Regions from separate parts of the Mus musculus genome. Here region 2 is linked to region 1. A link is a contact called in public promoter capture Hi-C data. All regions are on one chromosome and are shown on one strand. The core of a region is the stretch at or near the end of the contact, and the rest is flanking DNA. Distances in the headings are between cores, read along the strand shown. Region 1 overlaps Gm12907 (a long non-coding RNA gene). Region 2 overlaps Lrp8 (low density lipoprotein receptor-related protein 8, apolipoprotein e receptor).

Region 1 (5,737 bases), core at 312-2,811:
CTTCCTGTTGAGGGGAACAATCTGACACATTCATCAGATGCTAAATACAAGCCCTTTGACCCAGCAAGTCACTGCTGTTGAAATGTCTATTCCCAGGCATAGTAATACCCAGGCAAGGAAGCCTTTGGCAACCCCATGGGAAGTCACCAAAAGTGTGAATCAACCAAACATTGTCCATTGATGGGACAGCAGGGCAGACAACAGTAACAGAGTCACATCACAAAGTACTCAGCAGCCACCCCACTCCTGAGACTAAATCTGAGGGATCCGAGTGGGCATGGCTCAGAGATAGATTCCTGCTCGTCTGTGGTTACTGCAGCACTGTTCAGTGTCAATGTCATAGAATCTGCCTGGGAGCCAGTGGATGAGCAGACCAAGACATCACACCCTTCATACGGTGGAGTATTATTCATCCATCAAAAAGGTGAGATTATGTCATTTACATGAGAATGAATGGAGCCAGAGATCATCGGAAATGAAACAAGCCAGACTCAGAAACACACACACACACACACACACACACACACACACACGAGCGCATGCAGTTTCTCTGTGTAGTCCTGGCTGTCCTGGAACTTTGTAGACCAGGCTGACCTTGAACTCACAGAGATCCACCTGCTTCTGCCTCCTGAGTGTTGGGATCAACGGCATGTGCTGCCACCACCACCCGGCTCTAGAGCTTGTTCATTTAAGGTGTAAAGTATAAGGCAAATTATTTGAGGGGAAAGGAAAGCAATGAGTGTGGGGAAGGGCATAATGAGAGAAATGGGGGATGAATGGAATGGAAGCCCATTGCATATGGGTGTGAGAAGGCCACAATAAACGCGATCTGTACAATGATATAAGCTAATGAGACTGACAGAAAAGACCATAAAACTATGTTTGTGGACAGCCGAGCTTCTGAAAGAAGTGTACGCACAACTGATGGGCCTCTGAGGCCCACACTCAGATCCTCACGTATGCACAGAAAGCATGTGGCAGGACCCGCAGTAACCTTACCTGTGGTGGCTCCAAGGTGGGAGCAGAGGAAGACAGCAATTTCCACTTTCCCTTTACAGCTTCTGACATTTTGCACAATAAGCAAGTATTGCTTTTGTGATGAAATGTTTTAAATATTCATGATGCCCTGAAGATCTGCATTTGAAGGAAGCAGCTGCTGGCGAGGTGTGAGCTGGGAAACCGAGGTGAGCGAACAACAGACCAGGTAGGAGCCCTCAGTGTCCTGCAACAGTCAGAGAGGCAGGGCAGGGCACTGCTTAGGAGGCCGCATTGAAAGGGCTGATGGGCTTTGGTTGAAAAGAAGCACATGGCATTGCTCCATCGTGGGTGTGTGTGTGTGTGTGTGTGTGTGTGTGTGTGTGTGACATCAGAGGAGAGTGACAAAGGAGCCACTCATAGGGCATGACAGACAAAGGGAAGGGACAATCTGGTTGTGAGGTTCTCGGGCCAGACGTATACAGAACTGCCACCATCCCTGGCCCCAGGGACACAAGTGCCCTGGACCAACACAGAGGGATCAGTCATCACACACAGCCCGATAGGGAGGGGTCTAGGCAGCCAATAGGCAATCCCACAACCCTGGTGTTTCCCTGACTCCAGACGGAGGTCTCCCTTCCCATAGGCCAATCCTAGCTAGAAACCAGAGGACAGCTCATTCAGGACAGCCTTCTGGGTAATAGGGTCTGGGGGACTGAGTGGATGGAGAGAGGAGGGAGGGGAGAGAGAGAGAGAGAGAGAGAGAGCTCACCCAGTGGGTAAGAGCAGTTGTGCAAGCAGGATGAATTGAGTTCGGAACCCACTTGAAACACCCAGTGTGGCCAGACAGCCCAGCTGGAAAACCCTCGGGGTCAAGGTTCAGTGGGAAATCCTGTATCAAGGGACTGAGACACAGGACTTTAAAGGAAGATTTCAAATTACTTCCTTCCACATCCGCAGCATGGGCACACAGAAGCAGATAAACCATATGCCAAGAAGGAGAGGAAGGAACAGCCATAAACTTTAAGCTTTCTTTAAACTACAGCCTGAGCTGATTCATCATCACAAATGAAAGGCACATGCCGCCAAGCCTGACACCCTGAGTTAGATCCCTGGTTCTCATATGGTAGAAAGACAAAAAGGACTACGAAAAGTTGTCCCCTGAGCTCTGCACACACACGAGTACACTCACACAAATGAGTAAATGTAAGCCCATACCTACAATAGTTAGGGGCTAAACTATGCCTCCCACTAGTTGAGTCCTAAGCATCTTATGCATTGAGAAGCAAAAACCATCACTTCCACCCACATTCCCTTGGCTGGAATTCTCTCACATGACTAAGGCAGCCTAGGATACGAGGCCAATCTGCATGCTTGAGAAACAAAGGTAATGAGCTGAAGCCCCGTGTCACGAGAAGACCAACAGCTTCTTCAATAACCAAGGAAGGACTGGGGAGCCCCCTCAGTGAATAAAGCAAGACTTTAAGGTCAGATCCCTACCACCCATGTGACTCCCTGGAGGGCATGGTGGTGTCTTGGCGGTGGGGGACAGGGGACCCTCAGGGCAATTTGTAACAGCACAGCGTACCACAGTCAACTGGAATTGTTCCAGAAGAGCAAGGTTAGCTTCACATTTGGTAATTAATGCAATCCCCTATTTATAAAGAGAGGAGAAAACCTACATTTGCTTCTGCAGATGTTGAAAAATCCTCTGAGAAAATTAAAAACATATTCCTGATGAAACTGAAAGGAAGCTAGAAGCGTGGCCGGCCCCTTTCTCCATGTAGTAACCAACATCTACAAAAGGCCGACAGCCAATGCCATGGACTTCAGTAATGGGGCAGGCCTGTCCGTTCTCACCATTTCTATTTTATGCTGAAATGGAAACTCTAGTGCAATTAGAAGGCAAGGAAAATAAAATAAGTATAGTAGAAAATTAGTTAAAATGCTGAGATTTATTTTTTAAATATTTATTTATTTGATGTATATGAGTAACACTCTAGCTGTCCTTAGAGAGAAGAGGGCATCAGATCCCATTACAGATTGTTCTGAGCCACCATGTGGTTGCTGGGAATTGAACTCAGGACAGCTCTTAACCTCTGAACCATCTCCCCAGCCCTAAATGCCAAGATTTACAAATGACTTTGTTTCATTAGAGAGCTCTGTAGAACCTACAAAGTATTTACTTGAATTAATGAGTAAATTCAGTTACGGGCTATGAGAGGAGTTTATAAAAGTCAATTGTGCTTTGCTGTGCTACAAAAGCAAAATTTAAGGTGGAAAAATTAAATGTCACTTATACCGTTATCAGAAAACAGAATGCTAAAAATATATCTAAGAAGGCTCTGTGTATCTAAAAACTACAGACTATGGCTAACAGAAATTAACAATCTATGCAATTGTAACTGTAAATGATGTGTTGGAACACCCACAGTCAGGGTGTCTGTGCTTCCCAAATGGCCTAGGGCTTCAACACAACCCTGGCAGGGGCTGGTGAGATGGCTCAGTGGCTAAGGATGCTTTCTGCCAGACCTGAAGACCTTCACTTGATCCCTGGGACCCTCAAAGTGGAGAAAGAGAACTAACACCTCTTCCTCGCCCCGCCCGAAGCTGACCTTTGATGTCCACATTCATGCCTTGGTGCACATCCCTACACACACACACACACACACACACACACACACACACACACTCACACACACACACACTCACATTAAACATGAAATTAACAAGAGATTAATCGCAGAAGGTTTTCTGAAGAGGTACACAGGAGGCGGGGAGATCAAGTTCAAGCCTGGACTACATGAGGAGACTCTCAAGAATGAAAAGAAAACCTCTATGGTCTGCGAGAACGTGAGCGTCTCTGGCGGCTAAAACGATCTTCAGCTGAAGAGCAAGCGTGAAGAGCTGGTGCCGACTGCCGAGACAGTGTGGTTTGCAAGCATAATCATAGCAAACGAAGGGAAAGAACAGCTTCAAGCCAGAAGCCCGCTCGTGGCCGAATGCGTTTCACCCCTCATTGGGAGTGATCATTTTAGATAAACATATTGGAACAATTAGCTATCCATAGGAGGAGATATTAGATCTAGCCCTTACCTCCCTCCAAACAACATGTTGCGTTGGTACAGATCATGACCCTAAATGAAAACTTATAATCATAAAGTTTTTAGAAAAAATATGTTGCTGAAACCCTTTTCTTAAGGTAAGGGGTGTAATGTCTATCCCTCCACCTAAGGCTCCAATGACAAACCAAGGCATAATTCTACCATAGTTCAGCCTGGGGAACCAGTGAGCCTTTGGCTTCCTTACAGAGCATAGGTGAGGTTACTTACGGGGTATTGAGTGCTTCTCCCCCCAAAAGGCCACCGGAAAGTCTTCACAGCATGAATCAGGGCCTTTCCACACCTGCAGAGATCAAGCCTCTATTATCTTCCCTGGCGTATATATTCTAGCCCCTCTCCCAGGTCATGTGTAATTAAGGTAGAGCTGCACTCACCCAGGTGGTAGGAAGTGTCTGGAAATTTGAGTGAGGGCCTTATGGCCCACCTCACCCTTCCATGGAGGGCTGTAAACAGTCACAAGCCCAGATGGGGTGACCTTTTTTGAAAAGGGGCACAGTGAACCCCTAGTACCTTGGAAGATAGTCACGTACAACAGAATGTTTTGGGAGGCTTTGAGGTAAGCGAGGATATTTTTTTGCACGTGAAATGTTATAAGAGAGAAAAATGTCTCAGATCCACTAGTGATGGATTGGCCACCCGGAGGCACACCAATTTGAACAGCTATTCACACACCAAACTGCCGTCCCCAGCCAGACGAAAGGTTTGGTCTGAGAAATTGAAGGCACTTTAGAGTTTATTGAGTTCAGCCTCCTGCTCAGAGCAGAAATGGCCGGTGTAATCGTTTTCATAGTTTTTCATCTGGTTTCCGCTTCAGCTCCTAAATTCTTTCTGGCATCTTGTGAGTTCCTGTCACCTGAAGATACAGAAAGCCACGCGACGAAGCCCAGACTGCTGATCAGAGAGAAGAGGTGGGCCACCCTTTTATTCCACCTGATTGTGTGGTTGAACACTTGTTTGAATTTCCTGAGAAGCACAGACTCTTTATCGGAAGAACAGAGTTTTGTTTTAGGGCATCGATGGGACCATGGCAGGTGTAGAATAGTGAAGGAATAAAAGACTGTACAATGGGCCATCGTAGACATTCCTAACATCTATTTACACACTCCTTTATTTGTGTACATGTGTATGTGTGTGAGTGCATGTGCGTGTATAAATTCTGGTGCATACGTGCCATGGTGTGCAGCTCAGAGCGTAATCGCAGGTGTTAATCCTTACCTTGAGACAGGCTCTCTTTGTTTCTGCTGCACAGTACAGGCTGCAGCCATCTTCTAGAATGCTGCTCCTTTTTGCCTCCTACCTTCTCATAGGAGTGTCAGGATCACAGTGGCTTTAGCACACACCCTGGGGGTTTGAACTCAGTCCTCATAGTAAGCACACATGCATGCTAAGCCATCTCCCCAGCTCTGACTTCTATTTTTTTTTTTTTTTAAAGATTTATTTATTACATGTAAGTACACTGTAGCTGTCTTCAGACACACCAGAAGAGGGCGTCAGATCTCGTTACAGATGGTTGTGAGCCACCATGTGGTTGCTGGGATTTGAACTCTGGACCTTCGGAAGAGCAGTCAGGTGCTCTTACCCACTGAGCCATCTCACCAGCCCATGACTTCTATTTTTTAAGAAACCCTTTCTATATCTTA
Region 2 (5,824 bases), core at 3,101-5,600, 70 kb after region 1:
CACAGGAAAGTCACATCCCTACTGGCTCGGAGACAGAAGGGACTTGCCTTCAGTCACCTAGTCCAACGGGGGGACTTCAAAGGTGGTTTAGTGCAGTCTCTAGCCTGAAAGTGGTCATATCACCTCTGTTTCCACAGGGTGGTGTGTTCTCCAAGCATGGACTGTCATCATAGGCCAGGTCTCTGCAGCACACTTCCGGGCACATGGCAAGGGTATAGCTTTGTGCAGGAGCCTCTGTGCTTGGTGGTTGGTTTGCTACGAGGTCCCTGAGAGTTGAGGGGCCTCTGTCACAGGAGTCCTCGCTCCTCCCCTGCCAGTCAGTGCCCTCATGGCTGCAGGTTTGTGGGAAGGGATTTATTTACCTCTCACAGACCCTGAAGTCCTTCTGCCGCCTACCCACTCACGTCTTTGAGCCTCAGTTTCCTCTGTAAACGAGATTGACAGCAGTTGCCAGGGTAGCTGTGAGGGGGTTGTAGGATTTGGGGTGAGAGGCCCAAGTCTAGATCTGGGTGAATATGGCCGAACCGGCCCAGATACTGAAACAGTCTGTCCCGCAGTCTGCTGTGGGTCAGCTAAGCCTGAGCTGACACTGCTGGCATTTGGCTGCTATGGCGTCCGTGCCCAGTGTCTGCTATGGCTTGGCATACAGGGAGTGAGCAAGCTCTCCCCTGCACTCCCAGAATGCTCAGAATTAAGGGTTCTGGGATGGTATCTGGCTGTCTTGTCTTGTGCCCAGTGACAGGGATGGTATCTGGCTGTCTTGTGCCCAGTGACAGTGTTCCTGCATCACCTTAAGCAATTCATCTTGCTCCTTGGCAAGCTTGTCCCCTTGCTGGAGCTCCTTGGCGTAGCTGTCCTACTCTGCGTTCCCAGGAGCACGGGCCTAGCTGTCCTACTCTTGTGTTCCCAGGAGCACGGGACTATTGGATACTGGGGCTCTCATAGGATCCTCCAGGTATTTGAGGGGCTTTTCCGCCGCCATGTGCGTCAGCCACTGTTGGAGGACTGTGCTGGCGGAAACCTGCTGAACCTGACAGGTTCAAATCTGTTCTCACTTCCATGTGACCTTAGACATATAACTTAAGAGCGCGAGCGCTGCCTGGAACTCTGCCTGTGTTATATGATGAAATGTTAGGCTGTCTGTCCTGGGATTTCCTGAGTAAAATACCCAGCAGCATCAAGGGAGCCGGAAAAAATAAGAAACGGAGGCATCTGTCTTAGGAAGATGTGAAGAAATCTCAGAATAGAGATGGCCAAAGGATACTATGGAAAAGCAAAGCAGGCATGGACCAGAGTCAAGACGACAGTCAGTGTTCCCAAAACTCTGCTCGGCAGCTGGAGGACCACAAGAAGGGGAAAAAGTACAAACAAAAGCCAGCAAACCCTCAGGCCATGGACTGTGTTTACCCAGGGGAGGGGCCCTACCCTGGATGTGTACGAGCAGAGATGCCAGGCAGGGATTGGTGTCCTCCTGTGGTCTGCCCCGCGTTGGGTCCTGTGTGGAATCTGACATGGTTCCTTGTGGAAAGACGGGAGAAAAGCCAGCCACACCAGACCACAGGATCCACAGTGATGTAAAGCAGCAGGCATCAGATTTAAGGGCTCAGGCCCAAACTAGCCTATTGCTGGTCTTTGGAAACAGCCTTCTACTGCAACACAGCCCTGTGCACCCACCTACTATTCTGTCAGGGCTCTGTCCACATGGCAAAACCCGAGGAGCAGGGCAGAGCCCATTGCAGCCGAAAGCCCCAAATGTCTATCATCTGTGACAAGTTTGCCAAGCTGTAGAAGACCGTTGAGAGGATTGTGGCAGCTCAGGGGAGGCCCCCGACAGAGACTGGAGGTGATGGGAAAGAACATCCAAGCTTGTAAGGGAAAAGCAGTGTAAGGATTTTCAGATGACAGACTTGGCAGAGGGGGACTATTAATAGTACGTAGGGACCAACAGTAGTCATGGTGGGGCCATTTGGGAAGCTGGAAAGGGGAGGAAGAGGAGGAAGACTTTCTAGCTGCTAGAGAGGGGTCGTATCCAGATGGCCCCAATATCACATCTAGTTCCACTGTCACTCAGGGAGAGGACACCCAGGGCCTGGGCTCCTGAGGACCCTCTTGGCCTCTCTCTGCCAGTTCTGGGGCCTCTTGGCCTGTGACTGTCTACCATGCCCAAACGATTGTGTCTTACCAAATCCCCTTCCCTTTCCCTAGGAAGACCAAAGACCTGGGAGGGAAAGTGTCTTCCTTGAGAGTACATGGCAAAGCAGAACAGCCAAAATGCACATCCAGGCCTGCTAGCTCCCTGTTCAGGGCTCCTGCCTTCTTGCCCCTGTTCCTGGGCTCTCAGTCCTAGGGTAGGGCTCATGGGAGCTGAATGCAGGTGATGTTGAGGAGTCCCTGGAGTACATGAAGGGCGCAAGAAGCCAAAAGCCAAGTCCTGAACCTCTACTCCACACTTCCCAGGGTGGGCAGGCCGCCATGCTCACCTGCAGGTTCCCTGTTGGGACAGCTGCCTTGTTCTGCCCTTGTCTGATCATATTTATAATCAGTGCCAGGCACCGGGACAACACAGAGAAATAATAAGGGGGCGTGGCCAACTTCTCCACCCTGACCCTTACATCCAGTTCCTTTCAGAACTAGGCACACGGGGCAGCAAATAGTTTGGGGCTGGACATAGTATTCATGTTCTTACCCCTGCTCCGCTATGAGTCATGCAATCTCAGCTTGCATGGGCACACAACAGCCCATTTCTTTCCCTTCTAATTACTCCCCAGACAAACAGCAATAGCTGTACTGACGGCAAGCACCTGCCATGCGCCGGGGCCCGATTGCACATCCTCACACATTAGCTTCCTGCTATCTTTCAGCCCTTCTGCTCTTTATAGTAAGAGGGAATTCAGAGGTTAGTGATGTCCTCAAATTCACGCAGATGGCAGGAGGCCCAGCAGGGTTCTGAAACCCTGATGCAGGACATGAGCCTTCCTTCCTGCAGAGTTCCATGACAGGGACCCATGCTCCATCATGGCCACAACTTCAAGGACAAAATCCTTTATTCATCCTGCTACAAAACCATCATCTTCTTTTAGGGTTCGTGGTCATGAGCGCTCCCTGGGGCTTTCCCAGGGGTCCTGTTTGTGCGCTGGGATTTAAGCAGGTGAAGAGGCTGAGGCCTGCCTGCAGGAGGAGTCCAGGAGAGGGATGCTGTGGTGTGGAGCCATGGTGACAGCCTGGCTGTGCCTGAGACCCTCGGGGAGCTTTGGTGGTACACTTCTGAGGCTGAGCACACGCCAGTTACCCACCTGCCTCCTGCCTCTGTCTTAGAAAAGCATTCAGTGCTCACCCTTATGCTCTTATCTTTGTCCCACAGCCAAGAGGACCTGCGCGGACAGCGACTTCACCTGTGACAATGGCCACTGCATCCCAGAGCGGTGGAAGTGCGACGGCGAGGAGGAGTGTCCCGATGGCTCTGACGAATCGAAGGCCACGTGCTGTGAGTCTTGCCCCACCTCAGTTTCCTCCTCAGCACTTTGAGGTTGATAGGTTGTTAGGCTCACAGGCCATAGTCAGAGGATGCTCCATGCCAGGCCCTTGGGGGAGTGGGCGGCTCCTGGTGAGCAGGCGATGGTCCGTGGAGCTGCTCTGCCTGTTTCCCTGGCCTTCTCCTGAGCTTCCCTGTAGGTTCCCTCAGTTCCTGCAGCACCAGGAATTAGAGTGGTGCGCAGAGGTAGCCCTGCCTCACCTCAGGCCCCCTGCTCTCACGCTTGAAGATCTGAATTGTAATTCCAGCAGCACTAACGGCAGCTGGTGCGCGCTAATCATTTACCATGGGCCACACCTCGATTGCTAAGCTCTTTGTATTCCTTTTATCTTCGTAGCAGCCTCTAGAGGCAGGCACCGCCACTCTCTGACTTTTCAAAAGGGGCATACAGAAACTCAGAGAGTTAGTGTGATTTGTCCATGGTCACCCAGCCAAGACTTCAAGCCCCCCCCCCTTTTCTGGGGCCTGTTCTTCGTGGCTAGCTACATGATGACATAAGGAACCGGGAAGAGGTGGCGTGGCTAGTGCTTCGGGACTGCCTTCCACACGCAGGGCTTTGTCTCTCCGTGATTTCTTTTCTAGGCTCTAATCCTCAAAGCAAACTTAGACCTGGCAGGTCATTCCGTGACATTTGTTAAATTAAAAAGGAGATGCGGAAGGGGAGGGGGAGGACCCAATGGTCCAGAGGCAGAGCTATAGCAAGGCAAGCCTGAGACAAAAGGCTGTGGGGAGCACGTGGAGGATGGTGTGGGACTGTGGGGAGCACGTGGAGGGTGGTGGGACTGAGGGGAGATCCAGAAACCGCTCTCTGAGGCTAACATTTGCCCCAGAGGTAGAGGCAGGGACAATGGAGGCCAGAGTCCCATTTAGGGCTGCCACTGATGATAACTGGGTTTTCCTGTCTCCTAGCAACAAAGCTACCAGTTTCCAAGAGAGCGAGAGAGAGAGAGAGAGAGAGAGAGAGAGAGAGAGAGAGAGAGAGAGACCCCTGCCCCAGACAAAGGGCCCCTCATTTCCTAGGCGGCTGCCAAGCCCTTCCCAGTTTTACTGCAGGCCCATCCTTTCCTTACCACACCAAATGCCACTCCATGCTGTCCTGGGAGGCCTGGAGGCAGAAGGAAGCCCTGCACTCTCTCCTGCCCTTCCAAAAGAAGAGAGCCTTGATGCACTTGCCTGTACTACCATTGTCCTGCCAGCCTGGAGCACGCAAGGGTGCTGCATCTCTCCCAGAGAAAAACACACTGGACCAGGTTTGGCCTCTTGGCCAGGGCTGCTCAGCCGAGAAGGGACAGAGTCCTGTGCCTCCTGGAGAGTTTCTGGGGTTGGGGTGGACCTTCCTACCCTAATAGTCAGCCAGTTCTGCCTTGTGATCCTGGATGTGGGTAGAGGCTTTATGGAGGTCACTGGGGGAGGGCAGTCTTGCTGCCCAAGGGCTATGCTCCCTTCTCTCTACATCTCTGTTTAGGGGTATTGCCTCCTCCCCGCCCTGTCCGGCCCTCTCACCTGTCCCGCTCTTCTGGGCTCTGCATCCCTACTGGCTCATGCTCCCTGCCCCCTCTTACCGCCCCTCTCTCCTAGCCTGCCTGTTTCCTTGTCTTTCTACCTCAGAATGCCAGTGCTCACTGCCTTCTGACCTGCGATGGACCCACACACCCCACTCCTGACTTCCAGGGCCCTGAGAGTTGACAGCTGAGCAGCCTTTAGAACTTGATAGACCTGCAGACACGCAGCCTGTTTGTGGCAAGTGTCTCTTCCGTGACAAAAGGCAGTCTTCTCAAGCTCTCTGAGATTCATGGGAGCAGCACCTAGGATCGAAGAGGCCCAGCTTCCTGTGGGTTACCCCAGGCAATTCCTGTGAGGTCCTGTATCCACTGCCACCCCTCATTATATAATGTATCCAAATCTAGAATCCCAAAGATTTCCCCATTTTAAGATTCCTAAATTCTTAGTAGTTCAAGACCCTGTTTTTGCCCTTGTCTAGTGGGGCACAGAGTCTGGGATCCCTACCTTACGAACCGTCACAATGGTCCTGGGGTCTTAGAGTAGGGAGGGCTGCCTGGAAGAATCGCCCTGAGAGGGCCTTGAAGGCCAGGCAGAATTTGTGGCAGCTGGACTTGGTAGCAAGCTTGCTCTCAGCTTCCCAACTGAATGAAAACCCAGCAGCCAACCCGCTGTCCATTTAATTGGTGTTGCCATAGCAACTACCACAGCCTACCAGGTTTCTGGGACTGTGCCAGCTCCCAGGATAGAGCCTTACTCCTCACCCCTAACAGAAAGATTATAGATAGAAGG

What was found. Capture Hi-C pulls out chosen DNA fragments and counts their contacts.
Region 2: a contact with region 1 is called in a promoter capture Hi-C map of adipose tissue. The contact joins two enhancer-like sites. A contact is called at or near these places in 12 of 39 promoter capture datasets (the C10 cell line, the HPC-7 cell line, HPC-7-derived erythroid cells and 9 more), 3 of 15 datasets of contacts at CTCF or cohesin (the G1E-ER4 cell line and embryonic stem cells), 20 of 484 Hi-C or Micro-C datasets (8-cell embryo, Sertoli cells, bone marrow-derived macrophages and 8 more), 16 of 115 datasets of contacts at active chromatin or transcription factors (the 230-238 cell line, the HPC-7 cell line, VIP interneurons and 10 more) and 3 of 9 other capture datasets (adipose tissue, liver and pancreatic islet).

Annotation. Positions count from the first base shown.
Region 1 is chr4:107,764,105-107,769,841 of GRCm38.p6, forward strand. Gm12907 (a long non-coding RNA gene) reads left to right here. Exons shown (of 4, transcript XR_867989.3): 2 at 1,059-2,462; 3 at 4,912-5,005. Among named protein-coding and RNA genes, the nearest start is that of Gm12907, 7.7 kb to the left of the region's middle. Within about 2 kb of position 1,562, at least 14 of the 459 cell types and tissues checked have an H3K27ac peak or open chromatin away from gene starts, as enhancers often do.
Region 2 is chr4:107,831,266-107,837,089 of GRCm38.p6, forward strand. It overlaps Lrp8 (low density lipoprotein receptor-related protein 8, apolipoprotein e receptor), which reads left to right. Exons shown (of 20, transcript NM_053073.3): 3 at 3,362-3,484. Among named protein-coding and RNA genes, the nearest start is that of Lrp8os2, 11 kb to the left of the region's middle. Within about 2 kb of position 4,351, at least 61 of the 459 cell types and tissues checked have an H3K27ac peak or open chromatin away from gene starts, as enhancers often do.